Linked DNA regions of Pan troglodytes: region 1 is linked to region 2. Evidence: chromatin contacts called from public HiChIP or PLAC-seq data. All regions are on one chromosome and are shown on one strand. Each heading gives the region's core, a stretch centred on a gene start, on an enhancer-like site or on the middle of the called end of the contact. The rest is flanking DNA. Distances are from core to core; before and after follow the strand shown.

Region 1 (7,143 bases), core at 1,638-4,137, 430 kb before region 2:
GGGTGGCTGAGATCGGAGGATCATTTGAGCCCTGGGGGTCAAGTGGGCCACGATCACACCACTGCACTCCAGCCTGGGTGAATGAAATCCTGACACTCAATAAAATAAAAATAAAAAAGACAGCCATGTGCGGTGGCTGTGGTGGCTCACACCAGCACTTTGGGAGGCTAAGACGAGTGGATCACGAGGTCAGGAGTTTGAGACCAGCCTGGCCAACATGATGAAACCCCATCTTTACTAAAAAAAAAATACAAAAAATTAATTGGGCGTGGTGGTATGCGCCTGTAATCCCAGCTACTTGGGAGGCTGAGGGAGGAGAATTGCTTGAACCTGGGAGGTGGAGGTTGCAATGAGACGAGATCGTGCCACTGCACTCCAGCCTGGGCGACAGCGCGAGACTGTCTCAAAAAAAAAAAAAAAAAGACATACATATTGGGAGAATAAATAAAACAAAAATGTGTATGCTGTGATGTGACACCAATATGTGAGAAAATAAACTAAGCTTACTGAGACAATTCCCAAAGCAGATAAAAGATCAGACCTTGGAAATAAACTTTAGCTGTATCCCAGCTCTGCCACTTACTAGCTGTGTGACTCAAGAAACTTAATCCCTCTAAGCCTCAGTTTTCTCAACTGTAAAACAAGGATAATACAAATAATCTCACCAGAGGAATGCTGTGAGAATTAAATGAGATAATGCAGATAAAGTGCTTACCAGGGCCTGGTGTATAAATGCTCAGAAACACATTAGCTATCATTGTTTTTCTCAAGTAGTGGTATTTCAGAGGATAACACTGCCTGCTTCCCCAACCATCTTGTTATTTTGCCAAGAAAGAAGCTTAGTACTCACTGCCTCAAGTGTGCAGGAACAAGCTGTAATGGCAAAGTAGCATGGGCTCTTCAGAACTAACGAGGTTAGGCTGGGCGAGGTGGCTCACACCTGTAATCCCAGTATTTTGGGAGGCCGAGGCAGGTGGATCACCTGAGGTCAGGGGTTAAAGACCAGCCTGGCTAACACAGTGAAACTCCATCTCTACAAAAACACAAAACTCATCCAGGCATTATGGCAGGTGCCTGTAATCCCAGCTACTTGGGAGGCTGAGGTGGGAGAATCACTTGAACCTGGGAGGCAAAGGTTTCAGTGAGCCAAGATTTCAATATTGCACTCCAGCCTGAGTGACCAGCAAGACTCTATCTCAAAAAAAAAAAAAAAAAAAAACAAAAAAAACTAATGAGGTTAGACCATTTACTCAAAATCACCAGTAGTTCTACTTTTCACTATCAACAAAAAAGAATTTAAAGGCAGAAGAGCATGCTTATCTCACACAATGGACATTGTATCAATCTCTTAATATACCTAATTTTTCAGCTTTAACTTGATAAGTTCTCAACTACTTTATTTTTTACAAGACCAAAGTGATTAGCCCATAGTTATTTCTGTAATTCTATTAGCTACCTGTGAATCAACCACTCCAGACACTTCTGTGCTGGCTTAAGCAGGAAGTAAGGCGACAAGTGAATAAGGAATAATGAAATGTTTTCATCCAGCTGTTTGTTTACTGCTTTGGTCTGAACACTTCGCTCCAAGGTTTTTGCTAGCTGACTGAACAACGGTGCTTCAAACTGCTCAAAGGAAGGATCAATTCCAAGCAACTCTTCCAGGCCAGTACATCCTAAATTTCAAAAAAGGCCAGTTTATTTAACAATCCTTCGTAAGCAAATTCATCCCACCCCTCTTTTACAGTTTTACTTACCCCTAAGAAGTTTCTGAATTCTTTAAGTACATATAATTTATAATACAGTCCCAAACACTGATTTCTAGTTTTCAACATTTAGAGTAAATCCTATCTCATCTACTAGAACAGAAAGTACTTCATGGCAAGGAACACTTTTTTTTTTTTGGATATCCCCTACAATAACTAGGCCAGTCCTCTGAGAGGACTTCTCCGTCACCCCAGTCACTGCCTCCATCCCCCTTTTAGCTGTTCTTCTCTTTGACATATTAGTTGACCTCTCTAATTTTGTTTCTTCATCTGTGAAATCCAGATACCTCTACTCATAAACATTTCAAGCACCAAGCACCTGACTGTTATGTTCTCTTTCCCTTAAAAATATACATCAACATGCTAGAAACTGCTAAGGAAAAGGACGGGACAGAAGAGAAAACAAGGGAAAAAAAAAAAAAAGTAACATCCAGAAAACAAACGCTTCCAAGAGCTTTTCTAAGTTAAAAGATGGCTCACCAATGGCGAAGGCGGTGTCCCTGTCGATTGTGGCCGCTTCCTTAGGGTCAAATAACAAAGAAGCAACTTCATCTCTAGATAAGAGGCTGGCATCACTTTGAGGGAGGGCGAGTCGTTGCAGCTGCTGGGCTAAGGACGTCATCTTTCACGCCAGCGGAGTTTTAATGACACGGGCTAAAAAAAGTAAGCACTTTGATAAGTTTCTACGAAACTATAAGGCGCCTCGTAAACAAACAATTTTCTTCTGCACTCAGCACCGTCATGGACACACAACGCGGCTGTCCTGAGATTTGTGGACCCCGGAGATGCAAAGACGATGGCAACAGCGTTAACAACTAATTACAGTAGCGGCGACCGCGCCAAGGCTTTCCTTCAACCCTGATTCCGCAGATATCCGGAAAACTCTTACCCTCCCTCGATATGCCGCCCCCATCCGCAGCCACATCAAGCGGCTCTGTGCTCCTCCTTACCTAGAACTGGGAATTTGGGTATATCTTGGAAGGCAACAACTCTTCACAGCACTTCCCACATGGTACCAAGGAGCCCAATCCTCACCCGGAAACCTAAAGCATGCTGTAGAGCAACTTCCGGCTGCAGGCACTACGGCAGGTGAAGAGGTTCAAGCTTGCCGGGAATGCGACGAGACAGCTCCGCCTCCCGAGACGAAAGCCCGCCCCTCAGCCCGCCGGACTCAGGCTCAAGTCCGAGCTTCGCCTCTGTAGCTCCGGTCTAGCGGTCTGCTCTGCGGCTTGTGTCTGAAGCTTTCGGTCTCTGGATGGGCCTTCTGTGGGCTTTAAGGATCCGTAGCCGGAAACATTCTTTCAGTATATAGTGATCCAGCCTTTACTAGGTGCCAGCGGCACCGCGTAGTGCTGAAAGCTACGGGTTGTGAAGTCACGTGGTTTGGGTTCAAATCCTGGCGCTGGCGCCTGTCGGCCGGGTTAACGCCACCAAATTATTTCATCTCTCCGAGCTTGTTACTTACTCTACAAAGTGGGAAGAGGCCGAGATTGTCGTGAAAGGAGCCTCTGCTCCTAGTGCAAACCGATCTATAAATGCTGGACTCCACCGCCCCAGAGCTTGGGGGAGATCTTGTCACTCCTCTATGTTTCCATTCCCGAGGGGTAAATGGCATATATTTTCTTCTTTCAAAACGAATCCTAGTCAGGCGCGGCCTGTAATCCGAGCACTTTGGGAAGCTCAGGCGGGCTGATCACCTGAGGTCAGGAGTTCGGGACCAGCCTGGCCAACATAGCGAAACCCCGTCTCTACTAAAAATAAAAGAATTAGCCGGACGTGGTGGCGGGCGCCTGTAATCCCAGCTACTAGGAAAGCTGAGGCAGAAGAATCGCTGGAACCCGGGAGTCGGAGGTTGCAGTGGGCCAAGATCGCACCACTGTACTCCACAGAGCGAGACTGTCTCAATAAATAAATTAATCGAATCCTGTTGAGGTATAATTTACAAACAATGGTTGCACCCACGTCAGTGGAAGAGTTTGATGACTTTTAGCAAATGCATGTATAGGTGTAATGACCTCCCCAGTCAAAATGACAGTTTCCATCGCCCCTAAAAATTGTCTCTTGCCTGTTTGCGAAGATTCCCGCAACCACTGGTCTTCTTGGCCTCACTACAGATAGTGTTGCAGAAGAGTATCCTTATGTATGAATATACCTAATCTGTTTCCAAAACACTGGTATGCGCTAGAACTAGGATGAACTTCGTCTTCCAGACGAAGGAGTGAGATCTGATGCTCTGTCTTTTCTGGATGCATTAATTTCTCCGAAGAGCTCTGCGGGGCCAGGGGGTCAAGTCTTTCTGTAACCGTCTTCCCTGGAGAATGTCAGAAACACAGCTACAAATTTGGAGGCCCTGGTTGTCTATACCTCATGCAGATTCTCTCCCATTTACAAACAATCTTTTGTTGGTTTGCTTTAAAAGCATTGAAAACAACCAAATATTTTCTTCAGTTATTAGTATTTCTACTGACCGTTAATAATCTTCTTTTCATGTGGTGTTGAGTGCCTTGCAGAGAATAACATGAAAATTCTAGTAGTACCTATTTCATTCTTACGAACATATCTCTCAAAGGAATTTTTTTTTCTTTCTAACGTGTCACAGGAATTTTACCTTTACAGAAGCAATCAGCTTTCGGTACTTTAAAAGAAATGAACACCAGGTCTGTTTCATCGATAAGATAATTTGCTTTTTTTGCTTAAAAAATACCGTATATATTTTTTAAAAGCTTTATCTAAGTGAAACTTTAAAAAGTGCTACAAAGATTTGACTCAGTCCTTCCTATGTCAGCTGTGATGGTGTATAGTGCCATGCCGAATTTTACTTTGGAAAGTAAAAAGGAAAACAAGTCAGATGTTCATAAATGTAATTTTTTTTAAAAAAAAGCTTTGGTTTTAAAAAAATGTAATAATCTTGAATTATATATTTTTATCTGACGGACAGATGTACCAAGCTGGTATTTTCTTCATAGCCATTATCACTACTTGAAATGACCTGATTTGTCTGTTTGTTTACCTCTTTATTTCTTGTATTCCCTCACTATAATACTGGCTTCAGCACGTTGGCATAAAGCCCATCCCTAAGACTTATGGAGCCTGAGAAAGAGTACAGATGGACTCACGGCTGTAGGTGTAAATATTTAAAAAGTTATAAATTAACACATTATTAACTAGGATATGCTATAACTCAATATTGGTGAGTAAACATTTATAATGGCAAAATAAAAATGTTTTTACATAGATGAAAATCAGCAAAATCTGACTGCATTTAATTATTATCATACCTGTCCGGGTGTCCTATTGATTGGCTGATTATTTTGGATGAGTGATAAAGACATCGATAGTTAATACATTTCCTATATATTTAGCCCATGAAAATTTACCTTCATTTCAGCAAAATTACCATGTATGCTGTTTGATCAAGATTTTCATGTAATTGTGTTCTATCAGAAATAATGATCAAAAAGGATTAAAAATAAAATTTAATTATATTCAAAACATATAGTTTGAATGTTTCAATAAAAATATAAATTAAATTAAAAAGCAATACATTAAATCTTTTTCACTTTTTTCAAAAGATTTACCTTTCTTATAAGATGTAAAGTATAATTAGTGACAATATTTATTTTTTGTTTTGAGATGGAGTCTTGCTCTGTCGCCCAGGCTGGAGTGTGGTGGCGCGATCTCAGCTCACTGCAACCTCTGCCTCCCAGGTTCAAGCAATTCTCTGCCTCAGCTTCTCAACTAGCTGGGATTACAGGTGCCTGCCACCACACCCAGCTAATTTTTGTATTTTTAGTAGAGACGGGGTTTAATTAGTGACAAAATTTTAAGTAAAATTATTTGAATAAATCTAAAGTTGTATTTGTTTTTTTGGTAAATATTACTTAATGAAATTGTTCATTAAAGTAAATTACTCACAAGCATATCATTCAATGTCCACCTAGTTGCCAGTGTAAAGAATTGGTATCACCCTTTGTTCATGTTATGTCTGTATCTACCTACTTTCAAATTTCAGAGTCATGTGAATTGTTTAATATTGTTAAATGTTCCTCAGCAACCATATCTGATTGTTGAGAATTCTACACTAATTCCTGAGTATATCCAGAACCATAAATTGGGGGGGAAAAAAGGAAATAAGAAATTCCATGTTTGGAACTACTTAGATATAATACTTTATAATGCAAAAACATGTTCATGTAGTTTGAAAGGAAAAGTGTGACAAATTAACTTTTCTTTTCTCTTACCTAAGCATTTCTGTATTCAGCATCCTGGTCGGGTCCCGGCCAGGTGCGGTGGCTCATGCCTGTAATCCAGCACTTTGGAGGCTGAGGCGGGCGGCTCACCTGAGGTCAGGAGTTTGAGACCAGCCTGGCCAACATGGTGAAACCCCATCTCTACTAATAATACTAATCCTGACTCTACTAAAAAAAAATTGGCCGGGCGTGGTGGCGCATGCCTGTAATCCCAGCTACTAGGGAGGCTGAGGCAGGAGAATCTCTTGAACCGGGAGGTGGAGGTTGCAGTGGGCCGACATCGTGCCATTTGCACTCCAGCCTGGGCAACAAGAGCGAAACTCCATCTCAAAAATAAAACAAAACAAAAAACAAACAAAAAAACAAATTCTCCCTATGCTCTTAAGCAGCGTCCGGAAACAGTACAATCCACGGATATTCAGTGTATTCAGACAGGGTTGTCTTTTACTTTCAGGACAAGGGACAAGAGACCTATTTCCCACAAACTTAAATGCATAAATCATGAGGGTCTATGTTTAGGTTTATAGGTTATGCCACAGTAGTGCTAAATGGCAGGTTTTGAAAGGCAGGTTCCCACATTTTTAAGCAAATTTATTTTGTATGATTTGTGATATGCAGAGATCACGATCTAAGGATGATGTTGAAGACTTTCTCGTGTTTACTACTAAATCCTAACTACCAAATAAAGTACCTGGAACGTGGTTAACAATACATATTTATTGATCAAATGAATGAATGAATGTAAATGTGCATAAGCTGTATCTGTATCTCCTTCCTGTTCAAGAAATGTGTATCAGAATTCAAGTGAATAAGTGTAGCATTATTATAGGAATAATTTAGAATTATTCTAACTATAATAAAAGTAAAATTTTCAGAAACTTCAAAGTTTTATTATTAGTAGAGTATTTACATCATATATCAGAACTGATGGGATACCATCCACTTGAAAATATATCTGTTGCTGGGCTCAGTGGCTCACGCTTGTAAACCCAGCAGGTTGAGAGGCCAAGGCTGGCATATCGCTTGAGCCCAGGAATTCAAGACCAGTCTGAGCAACATGGGGAAACTCCACCTCTACAATGAGCACAAAAATTAGCCGAGCATGGTAGCACGCCCTGGGAGGCTGAAAA
Region 2 (6,908 bases), core at 2,806-5,305:
CAGGGACAGATCTCCCGGGGCTGCCAGAGCCTTTTATAGTTCACGCTAGTCTAGACTCTTTTTTGTGCTTTCCGCTTTGGGATGGAGGTAGGGGAGGAGTATAAGTCCTCGGACCCCTGTGTCAAAACTCAGCAGCTGCATACTCTTGGCCAAGCTACTTAACTTCTTTAAGCCTTCTTTCCTGTTTTTCAAAAATGATATTGCTGCGAAGACGAAAAGAAAAAATAAAATGCAAGTGCTCGGAGCATAGTAAATGCTCAATAAATGAAGTTTCATCACCATCGTCATCATTCGTAATGTAATTTCTGGCCATCTTGCATTAATGCAGAGATTCAGGCCATGTGACCTGAGGACGGCTTGTGGTGAATTCCCCAGGGATTTATTTCTAGGACAGGTGCTCATAAGAATTATAGTATTTTAGAACACATGCAATAAGGATGTAAATAAAACGGAAATTTTATAAAATGTTGGTCTGTTGAGTTCTGAAGTGGGATAAGAAGATAGGTATGAAATGTTCCTTAGAGATTTTGAAACAGGAAATCTGAGTTAACAAGAAATGGGCTAAATCTCAGGACGTTAGAGGCTCTCTAATCCTAATTTTATAATGATTCGATGACAATTCCAGAGGCTTTCAAGTCAGTAATAAAGCCTTTAATGTATGTAATCTTAATTGAAAGGAGCTGAATTAAAATGATAACATTGAGTATTTTGCTGAGTTTCCGTAGAAACCTTGAGGAAGAAGTTAATTTTTTAAGCTCATGTACATCATTGGGGAGCTTAGTAAATTGTAAGTCAAAATGAAAAAGCTTACATTTGTCCTAATTTTTTTCTTCTTTAAGGCTGTCTAGCATCCTGCCAAGTGAATAAGTGGGCTACGATGGCCCATTCTTAATTAGATGACTGCAGAAAAACTCTTAATTAAAAAAGCAAAAATATAATTTTTCCCTCTCTTGCAGAATATAAAATTAGTCATAAAGAAGAATACTCCCCAAATTTGGACTAAGAAACATAGAAATGTTTCTTAGTCATCCTCTAAACTTTTTATTAATAATTTTATGATTAATAAAGATTTAAAATGTAGTGTTATTTATTGAATATAAAGATTATATTATAATAAAGCAATATTAAGATAATAAAAAGCAAAATAAACTATTATACATAACATGAATTTAGAAAAAGAGATTTTATTTTTTTTTTTGAGATCAGGTCTTGCTCTGTTACTAGGGTAGTGGCTTGATCATAGCTCACTGCAGCCTCAAACTCCTGGGCTCAAGCAATCCTCCTACCTCAGCCTCCCAGTAGCTAGAACTACAGGTTTGTGCCACCATGCCTAGCTAATTAAATTTTTTTTTTTTTTTTGTAGAGATGAGGTCTCCATTGCCCATGCTCATTTTGAACTCCTGGCATCAAGCAATCCTCCTGTTTTGGCCTCTCAAAGCACTAGGATAACAAGTGCGAGCCATTATGCCCAGCCAATAAATATTTTAATAAAAATTACAAAATATATAGATATCAAATACTATTTTCTAATGAAAATGGTAAATAATTTTTTTCTATTTAATGAACTGTAGTTTTGTGCCTAGAAAAAGGTCTACTTGTTAATTTCTTTTAGTCTGAGTCTACAATAAGAATTAAATACAGTAAACATAAACTTTAAGCTGTATCCAAATTTTATGTATTTTTTCTCAAGTACACTTAAAATCGAGGTTAGTTAGTATCCTATGATCTCTGCACTGGAATTCTTACTACAATTGTCCACCAGAAGAAGAAACTAGGGAATTATAACTAAATCATCCAAAAGGGTTAAATTTTTTTTTAAAAAGCTATAAGTAAAAAGTTTCCATAGCTTTCACTGAAGTTGCTTTCTTGTAAAAATTATTTCGTTATATAATTATGAAATATAACAGAATATCAGAGTACCAAAAATAATATTCCACCAATATGCCCATCACCAGTATTAAAACACTTGTTATATTTGCTTTGGTTTTCTTTTTAAAAATAAATGTTGTATATCATTCTCAAACATATTTTTATACTTTGAGAACAGACTAGAGATCTATAAACCTCATAGTTTTGTATTTTTGTGTTTTAAAGTCCACATACACGGTGTGTTTTATAAATAGTCTCTGCCCTATGTCTACTTGCTGTTGAAGACTGTATGGGGTGAATAAGAAACATCGAGTGTCTAGGCCATTTAGCATTATTCCACTTACATTGAGAGAACTAAAGAAATAATAACCATAACTCTTGCTAGAACAGTTTACAGCCTAGTTAAAATGCCAAAATGAAGACGTGGTAAGCGTTTTTATATTATTTTACCTACCATCTGGGTAGAATGGAGTAATTAAGAAACCTGTCTCTGCATAGTTCTGAATAAAATAGTTTAAAACGTCAATTTGATACGTTCTAAATTTGGAAGATCAAATCATTTAACATTAAATCAGGAGCCAATTTCAGAATATAGTCATTGCTCATGGAGGACTCTTACCCGACTTTTTGGGAGCTCACTGGTTGTTCCTTTAGAGACTCGTAAGAGTAAACATTCACATAAATAATAATGGTTTAAGAGTTGGTTAGTCGTCATGGCTACAGGGATAGGTCAAGTTTTTAGGTAAGGTGACTGGTATACTTCCATGAGATAGGGCAGAACATTACTAGTTCTACCACGGACAGCGAGTATTTATACACATATTGTCATTCTCCTGGAAATTTACAAAACCTACCCCAGTAAGTACAAAGTTAATGAATGCTAAAAATAAAATATAAACTGCATAGAACTCAGTGGTCGATTTTAATAATGAGTTAGATGCCGCAGAATGTAAGATGTAGGTAAACGGACGCAAAAATCCTTGTTTTACAATGTCTGCATCTCTGTAGTACTGACATTTGAAAACTTTACTTTGCACATACTTATTTTAAGTATGATAAATGAAAGCGCTGTGGACTAGGAACAAGAGACAAATTGCTTTCTTGTCCAAATTGTCTCAGACCCTGTATTTTCTTAGTCATAGCCGTTTGTTAAGCAGGCATTTGGTAGACTATTGCATGGAGGATTGCGAGAGCAAGATATTACTATCTGCGGTGGAATGCTTGAATTTCTTCTCTCAGCAAGGATAATGGGTAGCACAGTCTGACTTTAGACCCATCCAGTGGTTCAGACTTATAGATAGTATCCCATACTTTACCGCAATTCCTTGTTGAATTAAGGCTTGCACTTCGAATACAGACTACACACTTCTGGGTCTGTCTTGTACCACATTGTCTGGCATAGGCGCTCACTATATATTTGTTGAATGTTAAAGTTCTGTGCACCAAAACCGTGCACGTTGCATCGATTATCTGCGAAAAGCATGGTACACTAAAACTAGATCTTGAAGAATTCCCATTTGATCATGAATAGAGGTAATCCACGTTTAAAATACCAGGTGTTGGGTAATCTCTACTTGGAGATTAGCCACCCCGTGCGCCCAGGTGAAAGATATCATTCTTCCGTGCGATCCGAAGTGCCTTGGAAGTTAGCGCCCTAGCCCAGTCCAGGAGGAAGGGGCGTCGTGCCGGCGGTTTTAAGCTCGGAAGGGGCAGGGGAATGAGCCCAGGGACCCCAGCGGGGCGCAGGTAGGAGGCTGTGCGCTCGCCGGGTGCGCTCCGGCCCCGATTCCCAGCGCAGCCAGTAAGTGGCGCTGGGCCTCGGGTTTGGCGGCCCGGAGGAGCGGGCTGCGGATTACCTGCAGCAGCGGGGAGCCGCCGAGCTCCTCCCCGCCCGCCCCCACACCCCACCCCCACCGCTGCACTAACCCCGGCTCAGCTGGCTCCGCGCACTTGCTCGGAGGAGCCGGGGCCGAGCGGACCGCTGGCTGCAGGCAGCGAGCGCGGCTGGGCTGCGGGGCTGCTTCCCCGCGTCCTCCGGGCCCGGGCCGCCCTCCTCCCGCACAGTGCGGAGCAGGGAGGCCCCGCGCCTCGACCACCCGCGCCCGAGCGTCCGCGCCTCCTCCTCCGCTCTGCAGGCGGGGACCGCCCGGCGCTCGGCACCCGGCAGCGCGGCCCCCTCCAGCCCCCGGCTCCCGGCAGCAGAAGCAGAAGGCAGCGCCAGGGGCCGCCGCCGCCGCCGAGCTCCGCGGGGCTCGGGAGCCGGCCCCGGCGAGGAGGCGCGGAACCATGGCCGATGGGGGCGAGGGCGAAGACGAGATCCAGTTCCTGCGAACTGTAAGCGCCGTGCGTCGCGTGTGCTGTCAGGGGAAGGGGGCGTCAGGGCATCCACTAGCGGGGTCCGGGCAGAGTGACAGCGGGCAGCGGGGACTCGCGGGCGGGGCGAGGGGTGCCTCCTGAGGATGCGGGAGGAGCGGGCATCACCAAGTGTGTGCAGGTGTGCGTGTTGGGGCGAGGGAAGGCAAGGGCGCGTGTCTGTGCGCGAGTGTGGAAAGCTAGAGGATGGAGCGCGGCTAGCCGGCGGCAGGCGCCCGGGCTCGGACCCGGGGCACCGGGGACAGGAGCGTCGGAGCTGCGGGAACCGGGGGAGGAGGGGACGGCCGGTCCGGCCTGCCTGGTGGCACGGCTGGGACCTCCCGGGCGGCCGGGGGCAGGGTGCACAGCAGGGTGGCCCGTGGGGGCGCGGGGAGCGGCGGGAACTCGGGCTGTTTCTGGGAATACCGCCGCCGGGAGGTTTCTTGGGCTTTCGGGCTGGACCCGCGCGTTGTCACGGAGCGAAGACGTTGGTTCGCTTACTCCGTGTAGCGTGCGGCGCAGCTGACCGGGGGCGGGGGTGATGGTGCAGGACGCTGCGCGGAGGTTTCCCCCAAGTCAAGGTGCTGCGAAAGCGGAGGAGGAGTCGCCTCCGTGGTCCCCGCGGTTCCCGGGGCTGGTGCCATCCGTGGTGGTGCTGTGACCGCTTGCAAAGCGTGGAAGGCATGGGAAGCGAGCGTGTGTTTGCGTGTGTGCGCGCGCGCGGGTGGTGTTGGGGAGAACATCGTGAACGTGTCGTTCTCTAAATGCTGGCTTACTGCATGCCAAGTGAAGCAAAGTGTGTGTGTGTAAGTGTCAGTGTAAGGGCAGGGTGGCTGCCCCACACTGGGTGGCAGGCAGGGAAAGGTTGGCTCCACACTAATACAATTCTTTCTCCTTAAGTACCTCTTGGCACTGCTCCTTCCTTTCTCTCATTTGTTCGAACACTGCAGATACTTCCCAGGCTGAGGCATTGCACACCTCCAAGCTGGGACTGGAGAGCCTCTCCAGAAAAGAAAATGCCCTAACTTCCCGCTAAGAATAACCTAGTTAGCATCCTTTCAGTCGTTCCTTCTCCACTTCTGTCCTCCTTCCCGAAGGATGTTCCCTTGCAGGATTCCCCAGACTTCCCCAACCTAGAACTGCAGCTTCTGCTGGTACTTCTTTCCTCAGCAGTACAAAAACAAAACAAAACAAACAAACAAACAAACAAAACCACTTCCCGGTTACGGTTACCTATAATCACAGAAAATCGTAGAGACGGTGGAATTTTGGAATATTAACTTTTAGGTGTGAAAATAGTCTTGATGTATTTGGGTACTAAACATATGAAAACAGCGAATTTGCAAAGGAACGTTGTAAACGACTGTCTCTTTCTCTTTTGTGCATTCAACGGACTGGGAGAAAGCTTTGGGAAGGATAAAAATCCAGGGTCCACATCAGATGGCAACCTAATAGTAATCCAGTCTAATAGCTGCAGGTTATGCACCATTGCATATGCTTTTTGAAGTACTGTTGGCCCAAGACCGGGCTTGGAAGAGCCTCTTCACTAATACCTTGGTCACGGTGTATAAAGCTGCTAGTAATACAGTTGTCTTTTTCATAGAAAATAGACTATAAGGGTTTTTTTTTTTTAAGTAATTAACACCACATTAGATTTTTCTCAAAACTAAGGACTGTTTTATTCAGGTGGACAAATACGGTTGCTGTATAATTTTTCAATCAATTCGTATCAAACTCTGCGGGGTTAAAATTAGCTGGGACATTTTGGCAGGCTTCATGCACTCAAGGGCTTCCTGCGGGCTTAACTGTTAAGCCGAGCTCATGGAGGTGGTGTTATCAGAATGCTTAATGGGGACCGAGGGAACGTGCTGGCTGATGAGGTTCTGCACATATAAAGTAATGTTAACTCTGTGCCACTCAGCAGCTGCCTGTCAGCTAGAGCAGCACCTTTGATAAGTGGGTCCTGGGTAGAGATCTGGCAGTCCCAGGCTGGGATTTTTCTTTTAATAAAACATCCGTAGGTTGTTGTGCTGAAGATAAATGACCTTGAAGGAGGTGACACAGTGGAGCAGGGGGATTTTTTTTTTTTTTTTTTTTTTTTGGTATAGCATTAACATCTAAAAGGAAAACATGCCTTTCCTCACAATTTTCCAATTTTCATATGGAAATTCTCAAATCCTTTACCGGCTTCTCCACCCATTACCGTCCATCCTTCCCTCCCCCACCCCCTTTTTTTTCCCTCTTAACCTGAGAATGTTGGTGGTTCAGAAATGCTGATGGGGTGAATAATGGGGAGACTGTAGTATAGTTCCCACATTGAAGTCGCTTCTTTTTTTTCTGAGGGCATTTATTTCTCTGTCATGTGCAAGCTTGTCAATATGAGTTATTTCTTCTTCTTCTTCTTTTTTTTTTTTTAAGCAAATAGCCCAAGGAGTATTAGGAATCTGTACATCTTGATAAAACAGTTGTAGATGGAAGAATTCTTGATAGTGATGGATGAAGCTGTTTTGCATAGAAAAAGAAAAACAGTCATTAAGACACCATAATTGTGAATTTGATGGGACATTTCATATGTTCTGATTAGAACATCTGGATTATTATCTTGAGCAGGTCATTGTCTATTGGATTTGTATTCAGCACCCCAGCACATTGAGGCATCTTTTTGACCACTGTCCACAGAAAGCTTT

What was found. HiChIP or PLAC-seq counts read pairs in DNA pulled down with a chosen protein or histone mark.
Region 1: a contact with region 2 is called in an H3K4me3 HiChIP or PLAC-seq map of stem cell-derived excitatory neurons, with 9 times the contacts expected there. The contact joins the promoter of HEATR1 here to the promoter of RYR2 in region 2. A contact is called at or near these places in 1 of 7 Hi-C or Micro-C datasets (induced pluripotent stem cells) and 1 of 1 datasets of contacts at active chromatin or transcription factors (stem cell-derived excitatory neurons).

The regions. Positions count from the first base shown.
Region 1 is chr1:12,555,679-12,562,821 of NHGRI_mPanTro3-v2.0_pri, reverse strand. It overlaps HEATR1 (HEAT repeat containing 1), which reads right to left and starts at 2,887. Exons shown (of 45, transcript XM_001157116.8): 1 at 2,714-2,887; 2 at 2,244-2,417; 3 at 1,457-1,673. The coding sequence starts at 2,385.
Region 2 is chr1:12,127,740-12,134,647 of NHGRI_mPanTro3-v2.0_pri, reverse strand. RYR2 (ryanodine receptor 2) reads left to right here and starts at 4,055. Exons shown (of 103, transcript XM_063790311.1): 1 at 4,055-4,203. The coding sequence starts at 4,156.